2 separate regions of the Mus musculus genome follow, and region 2 is linked to region 1. A link is a contact called in public capture Hi-C data. All regions are on one chromosome and are shown on one strand. The core of a region is the stretch at or near the end of the contact, and the rest is flanking DNA. Distances in the headings are between cores, read along the strand shown.

The links. Capture Hi-C pulls out chosen DNA fragments and counts their contacts.
Region 2: a capture Hi-C map of macrophages shows a contact between it and region 1, with 3 times the contacts expected there. The contact joins the promoter of Zfp384 here to the promoter of Lrrc23 in region 1. A contact is called at or near these places in 8 of 39 promoter capture datasets (the C10 cell line, cranial neural crest, frontonasal cranial neural crest and 5 more), 1 of 484 Hi-C or Micro-C datasets (embryonic stem cells), 2 of 115 datasets of contacts at active chromatin or transcription factors (embryonic stem cells and epiblast stem cells) and 4 of 9 other capture datasets (adipose tissue, liver, macrophages and 1 more).

The regions. Positions count from the first base shown.
Region 1 is chr6:124,778,277-124,781,440 of GRCm38.p6, forward strand. It overlaps Lrrc23 (leucine rich repeat containing 23), which reads right to left and starts at 1,451. Exons shown (of 8, transcript NM_001302555.1): 1 at 1,374-1,451; 2 at 736-870; 3 at 541-650; 4 at 1-69. The coding sequence starts at 852.
Region 2 is chr6:125,007,664-125,010,842 of GRCm38.p6, forward strand. Zfp384 (zinc finger protein 384) reads left to right here and starts at 1,575. Exons shown (of 12, transcript NM_001372420.1): 1 at 1,575-1,836; 2 at 2,718-2,777. It overlaps 4930557K07Rik (RIKEN cDNA 4930557K07 gene), which reads right to left. Exons shown (of 4, transcript NR_130997.1): 4 at 2,513-2,731.

The DNA of each region.
Region 1 (3,164 bases), core at 201-2,700:
TGGTTCTCAGAAATATCCACATAGCGAAGATGGATATAGGAGCGCAGTAAGGAGATGTCTGTGAGGTCCCTAGGAGGTGGGAGGGGGGGGGGAGAGATCCACCGGAAAGGATAAGAACCCAGAGAGAAACGGCACAGGTGCTAGGACAGAGAGCAATGCAGAGAAGCCTTGTACTGGGATGACAGAGACGGAGGGGAAGAGGAGGCAAGTGGGGTTTTCTTCTTGTTTTTCAGTGCAGAGATCAAAACTAGTGCCTTGCACATGGCAGACGACCTTTCATACTACTAAGCTACATCTCGGAGCCAAACAGAGACTCCTCCACAGAAGCTTCAGTGTGTTGTTTTTGGTGCTGGGAATGAACCTGGAGCCTTGTGCATACTAGGCAAGTTCTCCACTGCTAAGCTACCCTCCCAGTCACCTAAGAGTCCCGGACGGACGTTCTGAAAAGCGAAGCCCACCATGTCTTCCCATGAGCTCTAGCCCAAACACTCAGGAATGAGAGAGGGAAGGCACGAGATGCTCCCGTCTCGCAGTCCTCACCTGTCCTTAGCCTCCAGCTTAATATAAGCGTGAGCCAGTCCACTGCCAATCTTGCAGAGTAATGAGAGCCCTTCCTTCATCATGGCCTCCGTGATGGGGGTGGGCAGCCACTGTAAGAGGTGGGGAATACAGGCATCCCTCTCCAGCTCCCCTCTAGTCCCGAGCCCCGGGAGCCCTCCTGAAGCAGGCTCTCACTTCCTCAGAGGCTTCTTCTGTCTCTTTCCTGTAGTCTTCCCATTCCTCTATCTCCTTGTCACTTTCCACTTCATCCTGTTCTGCATCAACGTCATCCACATCATCTTCATCCGACATCTTTCTCTGCCCTGCGCTCTGGAGTCAGATGAGACTCAGTCCTGGTCCTGAGAAAGAAGGTCTTAGCTCCCACCCCCCCAACCCTCCAGTCCCTCACCTCCAGCTACAGGTGCCCTATACAGTCTGTCTCCTCTGAACTCCCACTTGTGCATCTTTCCTCATGCTGGAGACCGTCTTTGGACTCCCAGTCTCTGCTCGGAGCCTCCTCCCACTCCACCCCTGCTCCCTTCAGGACACTTTCCCACACTCCCGGACTGTTCCTGCTGTCACTTGCCTCCAACAGTGTCCCAGCAGCCCAGCGTCCTCCTTCCTCAATTCCCTTTGATACAGTTCTACATGTCCTCCTAAAATCTCCCCTACCTACTCCTCCTCCCCTTCTTTACCCACACCTCACCTCCGGGTTGGGTTCCCTTCCACCCCAACCCCTCTTCTAATGCGGCCTCTTTGCTTAACACCACCATTTCCCTGACACGAAGTCTTCAACCCTCCAACCCAGTTCGCCTTCAGAAGTGGGCGCAGACCCTGACTCTGCTCCTCTAGAAGTAGTTAAGGAGAGGATCTTTGTGCTGAGACGCCAAGACTGTTTTTTTGGAAGACGCAACGGGGTAGCCGGAGTTATTTATTGTTGTTATGGCAACAGGGGCGGGACGCTTAGCTTTGCAGCCAGCTTCCGTTGAGAGTTTAGAGTACCTCAACCGCAAAGCAAAAACCCTAACGCCCCTCTTTCCACCCTCAGCGGGTAGCTCAGTAGTTGCCAGGTTACGAGGCCAAATTTCTAATCCCAGGAACCAGGAGAAGGCGAGAAAAGAGTGTCAAGGAGTTAATTGTCGGCGGACATAAAACAATGGTCCAATATTAACAGCAGCACTGAGAAGCGGGAGGGAGGCGGGGCTGGCCATTAAGTCCTTAAAGCAATTAGATGTCCGGATGCAAAGGAATTGGGCTTTAAGACTATACCTAAGAAGCAAAAAGGAGATGGATGAGGGGGGAAAGGCACGAAGAGAAGCAAGAAATACTAAGTTATGGGATTTGTTGCTGGCCGGGTTCCGCTCATTTACTTCGAAGGTGGCCTGGTGGTGCAAACCTTTAAGACCCAGCTTTGCGACCCCTGCGACCCCCTCTGGCAGGAAAGATAACTCAGAGATTAAGGGCCCTGGCTGTTCTTCTAAAAGACCCAGCTCTATTCCCAGCACTCACAAACCATCTGTAACTCCTGCTCTAGCGATCTGATGCCATCTTCTGACCTCTACACATAAAATAATAAAATTAATACATCTAAAAAATAAAAGGTCTGGCTTGGAGTCTTGGTAGATCTGCTGATTACTAGCAGTCCTCTAGAATTCTGTAGAATAAACGTAACGTTAAGAACTGGGAGGAGTCTGCTGAGTTACTCTGTGTCTTCGCTGTTGCTGTTTTCCTCTGAAGCAGCAGACTTTCTATGTAAGCCAGGCTGCCTCGAAGTCACTCCTTTCCCAGCCTCTTAAACACTGGGATTACAGGTGAGCGCAACCATGCCCAACTAACACTATCTTGTGGAGTCTAAGGAAAAGAGAATGCTTGATACAGGAACACATGGGACTAATTGTTACCTGCTTTATATAAAATGCAAATTGGAGGCTAGATGGCTCAGGGGTTGAGAGCACTCGTGCAATTGCAGAGTTTTCAGCACCCACAAAAGGTGGCTCCCAACCATCTAGGACTCCATCTCCAGGGGATCCAATGTCTCTGGCCTTCATGCACATACTCTCCCCACCCACACACACATACACACACAACCATACACTTGGGTAAACTAATCTTTTTAAAGATTGCAAAGTGGTCTGATGGAATATGTGTGGGCTGGAAGTCAGAAAGTGTTCCTTTGGATCAGTCGAGTTTGGGGAACGTAATCGACAAATCTGTTCTCTTGGTGTCAAGGAACGGGAGCTCTAGCAACAGCGGTAGCTTTAAAGCATAAATCCTGGGTTCCAAACAGCTCTGCTACTCAAAGCTGTGTGTTCTTCAGCCTATATCATCTATAAATATATTGCTGAATTATGCATGGTGGCACACGGCTGTGAACAGCAGCTGTCTGTAAGCTGAAGCAGGAGAATGGTCTGGGCTAGGCAGGGCTACTTCAAAATGAAACAGCGTTTATCTCAAAGAATTAGAGAGTTTTCCAAAAAAAACCAATGTAAGTGGTTTTGCACTTGGTTGACCCGGTAGTAAACAGATCCCTGCCCCTCCCCCACCCCTTTCCACCCCGTGTTCTCAGTACTGAGGTTATGGCGAGAAAATAAATTAAAAATGATATTTTGAGTCAAAATGTCACC
Region 2 (3,179 bases), core at 325-2,824, 230 kb after region 1:
AGGCTACACACACACAAAAAAAACCCTGTCTCAAAAACAAACAAACAAACGACAAAAACACAGTAAATGCTATGAAAAATTAAAAAAACCCTTTGGGTTGCAGCAATCAGGGAGTTTCCTGCAATAGTTTATAATGTTCATTTACGTATCAAACGTTTACTGGAATGCTTAACAAATTCTGGGATCTGGTGATACCATCGGGAGCAATTCAAAGTCCTTGCCCTTATGGAGCTGGGCAACAACACCAGGTGAGCTGTAAACAACAGCAGGTACGCTGAATGTTGTACTTAGAATTAAAACCCGGTAAGAAGATAAGAGATGTGGGTGTTGGCAAAAAGAAAAGACCAAAGTGAAAAGAGTAACGGAGTGGTCAGAGGAAGACCGATTGAACTTTGATAGCACCGATCCCGAAACCTCAAACAACTATGGGCCTTCTTACCTTTCTTGAATATTCAAAGAAATTAGTTTCCCCCACTCTAGCTCAGCAAAAAGACATTCGGGAAGATCCAAGAAAAAAGGGTAACGTCCTACAACAACCTAGTCCATTAAGAAATGAGCTGTGACTCCCGTCTTTTTAAGATTCCGCATGGTCGGACTGGAGAGATGGCTCAGTGGTTAAGAGCATCGACTGCTCTGCCAGAGGTCCTGAGTTCAATTCCCAGCGATCATGGCTCACAACCATCTGTAATGGGATCCAATGCCCTCTCCTAGTGTGTCTGAAGACAGCTTCAGTGTACTCAAATAAATAAAAAAATAAATAAATCTTTGCCGGGCGTGGTGGCGCACGCCTTTAACCCCAGGCAGAGGCAGGGGGATTTTTGAGTTCGAGGCCAGCCTGGTCTACAAAGTGAGTTCCAGGCCAGCCAGGGCTATACAGAGAAACCCTGTCTCGAAAAATAAATCAAAAAGGATTCCGCATGGTGAAGAGTTGGCTCAGCTGGCCGCTCCTCCAGAGGACCGGAGGTTCGGTTCCCAGATCGCACACAGTGAAGCTGGAAGCAGGTAGCGGTAACTCCTGTACACACACGGCATGCATAGGCACAGATAAACGCACATAAAAGTAAAGCAAATCTAGAAAAAGAGGGGCGATCTAAACTGTCTTTAGTGTCTTGATGCATAATTCATGAACCCGTCTAGCTTCCATCCTCCCACTTCCCCAGAGGTCTCTTCCGGAAGCCCGGGAACGCTCTCCTGATGCTCAGCTTCAGCCCTTTAACACACGCTGCCTTCACGTCCGGTTTGGGCGTCACATCCACCGAGCGCTCCACCGGTCCCCGGGTAAGGAGCTACTTCCGCCCTTACGTGTCGTAACTTCTGCCCTCAAGATGTCCGAGCCCTAACAGCACCGGATGTGCTCGAGCGGCTCTCGGAAGTGACTCGGACTCTGACCTGTTTCCCCCCCCTTTCCTTTCCTGCTGCCGCCCTCCCCCCGCTACTTTCCTCCCCCCCCCCGTTTTCGTTTCCGGCTCTCCCGCCTTCTCCGAGAAACGACTGCACATTGAAGCTGTTGGGGGGGGTGGGGGGGGAGTGGGCGTGGAGGACTCGGGGTTCCCGGGAGCACGAGCCGCAGCACCACTTCCGGGTGAGTGTCCAGGAGGGCGGGGGCCCCCCCACACCTCGCCTCGCGCCCCCGCCCTGCGGGTGTCTCGCGCGCCGCCCGGCCGAGCGTCGGGGTCCGTCTGGCGCCTGCGGTGCATGCCGGCGAGCCCCGCCTCGCGGTTCCGAGCCCGCGCCCCGCGGGTCCTCCCGCTCCCTCGGCTCCTTCCTTCCCCGGTGACCGCCGCCCCTCCCGCGCGCTGGCTCTGGCGCTGGCGTCGCCGCCGCCGCCGCCGCCTGGTGAGTGTCGCGCCGCTGCAGTCGGTGCGCGCCGCTGCCCCTCGCTCCTCCCCCCCCCCCTTTACCTCGGGCGAGTGGGGAGGGGGGGGTCCACGATGGGACTGTGAGTGCGACTGTCCCGGAACCGGAAGTGGCGGCGGTGGAGGAGCGGGCGCTGAGGAGGAATGGGGGGGGTTTAGGGGGCGGGTGCCTGTCTAGTGGGTGGCAGAGTTCAGCTCCCTGGAGGGGTGAAGGAGGGACGTCCCAGAGACCGGTCTTTGAGGAAGGAGTGGGACTTGACATCGGGAGGAAGGACCGGGTTCGGTGTCTCGGGGGAGCGAAGGTTTTAGGGGGACAGCTGGGAGCCTCCAGTATATAGACCACTGAAGGTTGAAGGAAGTACTTCTTGGCACAAGGCCTTGGGTAGGAAGGGGGCGAAGTCCTAGCTGAAGTGTGTGTGTTGGGGGGTTGGGGGGGCGAGGCTAGAGGAAGTGGCTGGGCCCGAACTTGGCACTGTGCCTGACACAGGGCTAGGGCATCCCCCCTACCCTCAGCTTTGCTTTCTAAAGCCACTTCCCAGGAGCAGGGACCTTCCTTCACCTCTGACTCCTGGTTCCCTGTAGCCCTGGGGGGAACGAAGAATTAAGTGTCTGAGCCCAGGAGTGGAACCCAAATGCTGCTAATAGAATTCATCTTAGTTTTGGGGAACTGGCTTTATTTCCCTTATGTACACTTAGTGGGTGTCACTCAACGCCTGTGACTCTAGCCCTTCCATCCTTGGATTGTTGGTTGGGGAAGCTGTCCGCTTTCCAAATTGCTGACAGTCAACTTGTGAGGCTCTCCACAGTTCTCTGGTGGCCTTTACATACTGGCCTCTGTAACCTAGACAATTTTGTTTCCAGAAAGTTCAGGAGCCCTGGAAAGGAGAAGGAATAAGACGACAGGAGGAAGAGAGAGAGAGGGTAAGACAATCTTGGTTTAATGATTTGGGGAGAGATGGGGTCATCTCAAATGGTTTTTCTTTTTTTTTTTTCCTTTACAGTGTGATAGAATTATTGAAGTAACCAACACCAGCGCTTGCAGAGAGAGAGATAAAAGCCTTTTCTTATTGTTTCCCATAGTACCCAGGAGGTTTTTGTGTAAAAAATTGGTAGTTTCTTTGTTACCCTTTCATGGCCACTGGTACTCAACAGGAATAAAATGTGAAATACTCAGGTGAAGCCACTAAATGGGCTTACATTTTGTCAGAGATGTATTCTGCTGTGGAGACACAGGGACTCTGATTACAGTATAGTCTTTATGGTGTCACTTAGAGAAACAACAAAGGCAAGTTTGGAGTTTCCCATTCTTGGTGTTCAGTGGAG